Linked DNA regions of Mus musculus: regions 2 and 3 are each linked to region 1. Evidence: chromatin contacts called from public Hi-C and promoter capture Hi-C data. All regions are on one chromosome and are shown on one strand. Each heading gives the region's core, a stretch centred on a gene start, on an enhancer-like site or on the middle of the called end of the contact. The rest is flanking DNA. Distances are from core to core; before and after follow the strand shown. Region 1 holds the start of Pak3 (p21 (RAC1) activated kinase 3). Region 2 holds the start of Rtl9 (retrotransposon Gag like 9). Region 3 holds the start of Capn6 (calpain 6).

The links. Hi-C and Micro-C count contacts between places; a contact is called where the count stands out from the background. Capture Hi-C pulls out chosen DNA fragments and counts their contacts.
Region 2: a Hi-C map of cerebral cortex shows a contact between it and region 1, with 4 times the contacts expected there. The contact joins the promoter of Rtl9 here to the promoter of Pak3 in region 1. A contact is called at or near these places in 4 of 39 promoter capture datasets (the 3T3-L1 cell line, hippocampal neurons and liver) and 2 of 484 Hi-C or Micro-C datasets (cerebral cortex and cortical neurons).
Region 3: a promoter capture Hi-C map of pancreatic islet shows a contact between it and region 1. The contact joins the promoter of Capn6 here to the promoter of Pak3 in region 1.

What each region holds. Positions count from the first base shown.
Region 1 is chrX:143,517,100-143,520,241 of GRCm38.p6, reverse strand. It overlaps Pak3 (p21 (RAC1) activated kinase 3), which reads right to left and starts at 1,651. Exons shown (of 16, transcript NM_001195048.1): 1 at 1,479-1,651.
Region 2 is chrX:143,097,882-143,101,023 of GRCm38.p6, reverse strand. It overlaps Rtl9 (retrotransposon Gag like 9), which reads right to left and starts at 1,430. Exons shown (of 2, transcript NM_001040434.2): 1 at 1-1,430. The coding sequence starts at 1,430.
Region 3 is chrX:143,825,807-143,828,948 of GRCm38.p6, reverse strand. Capn6 (calpain 6) reads left to right here and starts at 1,537. Exons shown (of 13, transcript NM_007603.3): 1 at 1,537-1,740.

The DNA.
Region 1 (3,142 bases), core at 402-2,901:
AATAAATGTTGGGTCCTTTGATCACAATCTTTAACTGCTTATCTGGGGGACTGGAAAAGCACATATAGAAATGGTCAAGAAACGTTAAGGAGTTTTGTTCATTTTTACGGATCTTTCTTTGATTAAAAACAAAATGGCTACACACTTTATCTTGTGTTACCAGAAAACAGAAACGACCCTGTATTGAAATTTCGCCATCAATTAATAAGTGCACTTGATTGGCTTCCTTTGCTCTAAGCGTGCAACTTTCGTCCTAGCACAACACAAACTTCCTTGCAGTAAAGACATGAGGATCCACTAATTACAAGAGGTAGGGGAGGCACTCAGGGTTCACTGTTAAGAGCATTGGAATCTTATTGGCTGAGAGAAGAGAACCTGCTTAAGAAAGTTCCGAATATTCTGTGGGTAGGGTGTAAAATGTCCACCAGGGTTTGGTCAACCTAGGTGACAATTTCTCATGCAGAATGTACTAAGTAACTGACCCAGCGTGGGGCGGGGGATTTCCATCACTTTGAAGTCATCATCACCCATTCGAATGTGGGCAAAACAGGTTGGACCTGATCAGCCTGCCTGCATGTTGCTGCAGTCTGGTTTGGCATGGGATGAGACCCAAGGACATGAAATGCCAAGAGTAGCCCAGCCCCATGGCGTAGAACACACAGGGACACACACACACACACACACACACACACACACACACACACAGAGAGAGAGAGAGAGAGAGAGAGAGAGAGAGAGAGAGAGAGAGAGAGAGAAAGAGAGAGAGAGAGAGACAGAGAGAGAGAGAGAGAGAGAGAGAGAGAGAGAGACAGAGAGAGAGAGAGACAGAGAGAGAGAGACAGAGAGAGAGAGAGAGAGAGAGAGAGAGAGAGAGAAAGAGAGTCAAATGCACCAGTCCAACTCATACAAAATTCCACACAAAATCTACACCACGTCCCTGGCACACAGTACTGCATTCCTGTATGCCCAGTCACATACAGGGAGTGCCCCCTCACATTCTCTTACTTCCCTAATGTGCAGGGGCCCACACCCCACATCACTAGAAGACAGCAGCCTAGCCAGGCTCTAGAAGCTGCTAAGGACTGGTTTTGTCCTGTGTAACAAAGCCCCAGACCCCCAGGTGCCCGGCTGGATGACTCCATCCATCTCTCCCCGCCCCCATCCCTCAGCTCCCAGAACAAGGGGAAGCTCAGCTTTGGGAAGTGGATGCTGGAAGTGGGGGCGCAAAGAAAGAGCTTTAGGGATGGGCGGGAGCAGGAGTCCGAGTAGCTTCAGTGCTCTCTCTCGCCATGAACCAAGGGAGAAGAAATGGCAAAGGGACAGAGGTGCCTCTCTACACTATCTCCCCCAATCTATTCATACAGGAACACAGAAAACTGGGAAATAATCCCCCCTTCTGCCTGCCCGGAGCTCCTCCCAGTGGCTCTGGGAGCCACCGGTGTTCCAGCAACCCGCAACAAAGCGCCCCCAGCACAGACCTGTTTCAACCTCTTTGAGGCAGGAGAGAAGGAAAGCTGCTGCCGACGATTCTGCCTTTAGCTGCTGGGCAGGAGGAGCCGGGATGCGGGGAGGAGGAACAGGAATTGGCAAGGAAGAAGGATGAGGGGATAGGCGATCACAGCAGCAGCAGTGGTAGGAGGAGGACGACGACGAGAAGGAGGAGGCTGCTTCAGTGGCAGCTGCTGAGGATGCTCTGGCTAGAGGCAGGGCTGGGTGTGCGGAGTGTGGGCTCACGTGCACCCCATGGCCCGGGGATGCACGCACGCTCCTGTGTGTGTGAGAGCATCTGGGTGTATTTTGACTGTGACTATTCCAATTCCGACCTAGCTTGGAACTTGCGGTTCCTGCAACTAGGCGGAAGTGAAACCCTCGAAGTCTCCCAAGCCTGACTGTTCCGACCTGAGGCTAAGGGAAGAGGAGACACGGGATCCCCTCTTTTAGCCTCCCCCCACCAACTCTGGTAGCTTGCATCTGCACCTGTCACTAGAATCCCTATCTATACCCAAAGAGAAAGGAAACTAAGGAAAATCACTATCACTATCATTCTGAATGTATCACAGGGCTGGATGCTGTTTGGACTACTAAGAAAATAATTTTTGTCTTCACTAGGGCAACTCATGAATTGGTTGCCCAGAACTTACCCGACATTCTACATGTTCTCCTTTCTATTGCTTTATCTCTGTGCTTGTAACCAAGGTGGGATATAATGAATCCACCTTGTAGTCCACTCTCCTAGTTAATATTACTCAGGCTTCTTTGATACCTGAATGTCACAGAATCTTCATACTGGTTTTTTTTTCCCCTGAAGAAGTGCGGTACTCATTTACATAAGAGCTAAGACTAGCTTCCTTATGAGAGCAATATTGCTTATTATGAACTCAGCTTTAGACCAATATGATTCTGTGTGCATCTCTAAAGATTAAAAAAAACAACAACAATTGTAAAAGGCAATTTTCTTTTGTGATTCAATATTTGACGAACTTCATGTTTGGAACCTTGTTTGAAAGTCACTTCTCCACTGTTTTTTAGTATTGGCCTAATAGCTTACATTCAGAGAGCACCTTGAGATTTACAAAGCACACCTTAGCCACACAACTTTCCTACAATAACATCCCTATGACATAGACAGAGAGGATGCTATCACTCCCATCTTACAAACAACAAACTGAAGCTCACCAAGATTACATAGATTTATCTAATATTACATGCTAATAGGTGGGACATCCAGAAATCTGCACATATATGAACACACAAACATACATGAACACACATAATAACAAACATTTAAAAAAATTCAAAGTCATTGGTACGGTGAGGAAAGTCGACAGTACTAACTAAAATATGATTTTTGCAAAAGCATTTTCAGTTAAGTTGATGCATCTAAGTGTACCACACACAGTAATGTATTCAATAGAGTTAAAGTATTTTAGGCCTCAATCTCCAATTCACAGGCAGAATTACTCCTTTGATTTTTCTAATAGTAGTATAAGCATAATTTGAAATGGAGTTGCAGAACAGAACTACAATAGGAAGATGATCTGCTCATGTTTCCTAAGGAAATAAGTTTAAAAGTGGTTTTCCCCACAAGCTAGACCTGTCTTTTCCCTAGGGCATGAAAATGAAAGATTGTCTGCCACCAAAA
Region 2 (3,142 bases), core at 181-2,680, 420 kb after region 1:
GTAGACATTGTACCAGAGGCTGTGCTTGGCATTTGTTCTGTGAATATTGCTCCAGGGCTTGTGACAGCCATCAGTGGAGTGGACATTGATCCAGAGACTGGAACTGTCTTTTGTGATGTAGACATATTTCCAGAGGCAGGGACTCTCATTAGCTGTATGGGTGTTGCCGCTGTATCAGAAGCTCTCACAGGTAGTGTGGACATCAATCCAGTGGATGAAACTCTTATTGGTGGAGCAGACATGACCTCAGAGTTGATATTTTGTGTTGTATCTGGGGACATCACTCCAGAACTAGATGCTGAAATCAGTTGACTGGGCATCACTGTAGAGGTGAGGGCTGTCATTAACAGTGGGGACATTGCCTCAACATCTGGGACTGGCTTTGGTAATGTGGCTATTTCTCCAGCATCTGGGATTGACAGGAGTGGTGTAGGCATTGCTCCAGAGCCAGAAACTGGCATAGGCAGTGAAGACATGACTGCAGAGTCTGAGCCTGACATGAGCACAGTGGGTATCCCTTCAGACTCTGGAGGATTTGTTGGCTGGGCTGGTGTTTCCCCAGAAGCTAGAGCTGACATGATCAGAGAAGATATCGCTTCAGAGTCTGTGCCTGACATTAGCAGTGATGATATCTCTCCAGAAGCTAGAGCCGTCATTAGCACTTTGGACATTGCTTCTGTGTCCTCATCTGTAATTTGCAGTGGGGACATTGCTTCTGAGCCTGGAGCTGTCATTGGTGGTGTGGATGTCACTCCAGGGTTCATATCTGGAATCAGGAGTGGGGATATCTCACCAGGATCTGATCCTAGCATTAACGATGCCTCGGAGGATGAAGTGCTCATTATAGGTGCAGATATCACTCCAGAGGACTGAATTGGCATTGCCAATGGTGATATCTCTGCAGAATCTGGGGCTGCCATTAGTGATGACATTGTCCCAAAATCAGGTATTGACATCATCCCTGGGGACATTAACCCATAGTCTGAAGTAGACAACAGTGGGGACAGTGTTCCTGAATCTGAGGCTGGCATTAGCAGTGGAGACAGTGTTCCAGAGTCTGAAACTGGCATTAGGAGTGGGGATAGTGTTCCCGAATCTGAGGCCGGCATTAGCAGTGGGGACAGTGTCCCAGAGTCTGAGGCTGACATCAGTGGTGGGGACAACGTCCCAGAGTGTGGTGCTCCCATGAGAGGTGTGGACAGACTGTCAAAGCCTGGCGATGTCATCAGCTGTGTAGATGTCCCTTCGAGATCTGAGGCTGAAGTCGAAACAACAGGCAACTGCAACTGTGAATGCAGGATTTGAACTTCTGCTCTGGTCTCTGTCATTGGTCTAGAGAAAGTTGCCCCTCTGTTTTGAGGGTCACCATTTTCCTCCTTCATCATATTGTTGAAGCGTAGTGAATGTAATGGTATTGACATATCTGCCATGGCTACAAGGCAGGGTTGCAGACTCTAATGTGTTGACATCAGAGGCACTGATGAAACCCACAAATCAATGAAATCTGTAAACAAGAGGAAAGATTAAAGGTCAAAAACCAATTTTAGAAATATATTCCAATGATTCATAGAGGCTGCTTTTATGAGTTGTCACATATATGGCTTTGAAAGTGGGTCTATCAGTTTGAAGAAAATATATAGCAACAAATATCCCCAAAGCTGAAGCAACTATCCTTCCAACCTCTGTCCTCTTTTAAACCAACCCATACCCAGTTATACAGCACAGCTTCCATATTTATAAATGCCTATAGTGGGCTCCAGAGCCAGAGAAGCCCTGTCTCAAATGAGTCAGCAGCACCACCTTCTGGCCAATTACAAGAAGTTCAGATTCTTTGCCTAAGTTATTCAAAGGCAAGTCAACCTAGGTACTGGTAGGCAGGAATGAAAGAGCCCTGTACTCCATGATAATTATTGGTTCCTAATGGTCATTGAATCCCACCAATGGTTTAACCCAGATTTTACTAGTATTATTAATGTCTTTCTCAGGAAACATAGCACATTTATCTGATCAATGACTAAGAATAGCATTCTGCAAAGCAAAACCTTGCTTAATATTAACATCATCATTATTATTAACAGCCACAGCTACAATCCTACTTATTGCTTACGTAGTAGGTGTGTGGATGACAGAGAACTTTAACTTCACAGAACTTTAAACAGCCTATGATGTGCATGACATTACAAGCCTGGTTCTATTTGGACCTTAAGTAGTATTACTATGCCTGTTGTACCAGTTTTCTAAGATTAACAAGAGTTGCATCTAAAATAGGAACACTGTGATGGTATCTTTTGCCTCTTCACCCTTTCCTTGGAGTTACTTGATCTTTTGGTATCCCTGACATTGCGTGTAGTTGTTTGTCTGACATCCTAGCCTAGAGATCACTGGCAGCTTATTCTCCAGTATGCAGAAATTTCAAATTCTCCTGTTGACCTAAGAAGGGGGCTGGCCACTCTCATAGCCTCACCTCTCTAACCTGTTTCCCAAAGCAGCCACAAAAGGGGTGCACTGGCACACGAGCTGGAAACCCATGTATACACATTACTTAAGATTAACATGTTCCTGTAACCTGATCATGGCCCTAAAAAAGAAGACTGGCTACTTTGGGGCAATGTCAAAGAAAGCATCAACTTCGTGGCTTTGGGCCTCTGTAACAATTGGAACACTAAGAGCAGAATTACCAACAGCAAGCATTTCTTGCACTCATTAGTTCTGCTAGGCACTTTACCTGCCTTGTAACATCTACACAGCAACCCCTCAGAGATGCTGGGCAATCCTCTGGGAGAGTGAAGACTCACAGAAATTTCATCATTTGTGTGTGGTTTGAAAGATTCTCAGGCCCATCCAATTCTTCAGCCCCCTACTCCTCACTAATAGGCTGTAATGATTTGCTTCTTTCAGTCCTCAATCCCATTGACTAGGAAACTCTAAGGTAAGGCATCATAAAAGAAATACTAGGTCCTTCAAACACTTCAGTTAGCCTAATCATAATTCATGCCATGAGAAAGATTGGCCCCCAAAAAATCAATCCTGCAATTCCACCTTTCACCATCAATTAATCCCTGTGTGCAGCACAATTTTCCACGAGTCACAACTCAGAAAGTTCTTACCTTACCAGTGACAGAAAAGAGTCATAGTGTCCTTT
Region 3 (3,142 bases), core at 288-2,787, 310 kb before region 1:
AAAAAAAGAATTACACATAGTTTGTGTGAACCTAACGTGTTTGTTCAATCTAAGGACAACAGTTTAACAATTGGGGAATGGTCAAATATAGAATAAACTGCTTTACATAAGGGATGAGTTTTTTTTTTCAGCTTATCTGGAGGCTACTTCAGCACTGAGCAACAAGGTAGAGACTCTTTAATGCTAATGTTCAGATTCTACTATTTCTTACTTACTTGAAAATTATGGAGATTGAAATGATGGCTGTAGATAAGCCTAGAGTAAACATCCTCCCTTAATTACAATGCCAAAGTCCTACATAAGTCATATTTGCTTAAGAAATAGCTTGCTCTTGAGCCAAATTGGGTGACAATATTTAAATGTCCAATTCTCCTTCTAGCCTTTTGTATTACCCCAACTCTAGACTGATTTCCATCTAGTATAAAAAAGCCACAAAGGAAATGTCAGAGGAGAGTCTTGGAGATTTAGTTATAGAAATGTTCAGATCTGTTTCATAAAACAAAATATTGGTATGCAGCCAGTGAGTAGGGAAAGCATACTTTTCCCTCTCCCCTTCCCTCCCCACCCCCTCCTCCCTCTTTTTCTCCCTCTCTTTCTCCCAACCCTCCCTTTTCCTCTACCTGTCTTCCTTCACTTCTCAGATCTTTAAATAACCATAGCATGGATTGGTAGAGGCGTAGAGACAGAGAGTGTTAATTTTTGATGCAATGGTAATCAGCACACAGGGCAGGAAATCTGTCGAATGAGAAGATGGTGGTGTTAAAATTTTGTGAACGTGAAATAGACACCCAAAATCATCAGAATCGCAGCCTTTAAACTGTGTCTCAATGAAAACCTCAGGAAAGGCAGATCCGGGCCTCAAGTGGGATTCAACAGAGTTATTTTAGAGCGGGCTGAGCATGCCACTAACACTTCTTGCTTGGTCTTTCACAGCAAACAGCTATTTGCTCTGCCTTTCACCAGACACTGCTTGGCAGAATCTCGACACTGCACTGTTGCTAGAAATCGAGCTTCTAGCAGCTGCCATGGAATCAAACTCCACTCACCTCCCTTCTCTCTGCCTTTGGCCAAATGTTACTTGCTTTTTCACAAAGTGACCATTATCCTCCTGCAACCTATTAGGTGCCCTTTCATTCCCACTTGATGCCGAAGTCCCCGTTGCTATCATAGAAGTGGCTATTAGGGACATGTCTGCAGCCTAGCTCACTAGAACTTTGCCAACATTCGAACATTTTTGCTCTCCATGTTCTCTCTTCAGTAATGTCCATGTCTGCAGCCCACCCCCCCCCCTCCGCCCCCGCCCCTGGGACAGAGGAGTTAGAAATCTATCAGGCCCATTTCCTGAAAGTCCTATTTCTCCTTGAAACAGAAAGGCCTTTCAAATGTGGCTTTCTGGGTTTTCCAATTTACTGGTGGGTGGATCTGGAGTGGGCATCCCATCTGCACATCTGGCAGGGCCGCCTTCCAGATTTTCCTCGTGACTCAGGATCAGTTTCTGAGTGCTGGGCGGGGCAAAGGCTCCTGAAGTTGCTGTGAGGCACCTCCCCCTGTGAGCAGAGCTTGGTACAGCCCAAATAGTTTCCAGGTTAAGAAAGCCAGAATCTTTGTTCAGCTGCACTGGCCGAACAGACTTAGTGGGGTTACCTGGCTAAGAGCAGCAGCAGCAGCAGCAGCAGCAGCAGCAGCAGCAGCAGCAGCAGCAGCAGCAGCAGCAGCAGCAGGGTTCCTGAGCTAACTCAGGTGAGTAGAGCATGCGCCCACAAATTTAGTTTACAGTTTTATTTTCAGAGCAAAGGAACTTAAGCTGTAAAGTTAAACAAACTTTGCACCTATTAATGTTAGGGTTCGTCTGGATAGAATTGTGTACACGTTTACGCTAATAGCCGTTTTGAAACATCTAAAATGAGTTGGAATCTGGGGGGCTCAACGCAGTGATTTTGATGGTTTTGCGCTAAACGGTTTCTGGGAGCGAGCTGGTCCGTTTTTCTGTGAATGTTCTGTTCGTAAACACTTGGTCAACAAGAACAAACCTGGGAGAAGAGTGTGAAGAGAGAAGCTGGCTGGCTAACTGCTTCATCTATTTTCCTTGGATGCAGAGTGATAGGCAAAGTCTTGAAATTCAGGCACAATCACGGAGCCACACTCCGTGCCTACATTCTGTAAGAGTTTGAAATTGTGTGCACAGGCCACTGGCTGCTACACAATGAAGGAGTGGCTGCCTAAGCTATCTTAACACCCTGTCTGCACAGCCTCGGGACCTTCCTGCCCGGGTGACAGGTTGATCTTGCTATTCTGTTATCAGTTCCTGGGCCTGGTTTGGTTTCCCTCTGATTCTATCTTTGGTTTAAATTCTGAATTGCAGTGAAGGCCCCATCCCCCACTCCACCCCACTCCACTTTTGTTGGGGCTTAACTGGAGACTTGACCAGAGCTGGCTTCAGCCAGGGTCAGGAAAAGGGAACTGCCACGCATTGCAATGGAAACAAGTGGGTGTGAGAATTTAGAAAAAAGTTTGGTAAAAATCACATTGGAAAATGCTGATTGTTCTGCCTGTCACAGCAAAATGCTTCATGCTTTGTATTATATTTTTATTAAACTTCAGCAAATGATTCATTTGCTCATCTCTGTTGTGGAATTAAGATCTCTCTTTATGGCCTGAATGAATAAACAAAAATTTGGGGGTGTTACTAATTAACAACTTCCTCGTGTGTTTCTGTGCATGCTCGCCCCCTCTCTTGCTCGTGTGTGTGTGTGTGTGTGTGTGTGTGTGTGTGTGTGTGTGTGTGTTCACACAGGCAAGCAGGAACGCATGCACATATACTTGTGCATATACTTATGCACTCATGTGCTTGGGTATACACAAAGGGGCGAGTATTTTGTACTTGAGCAGCATTCTTTATTCGTTGTGAGAGTTTCCAATGGTCCAGGGAACAGCTTAAAGGCTTACATGGTCAGGAATAGGTTAAAAAGCAGACTTTCTATATCCTTGCAAATTTTCCGTTCCTAAATTTAAAAGCAGAAAACAGCTCCATTGTGACCCCAAAAGTTTCTTTGGTTAGCCTTGATTTCAAATCATATCACCTTCTGACAGTTTGCAATTCAAATGTAAGACTTCTATGTACATTGTTGCAAAAAGAGAACAA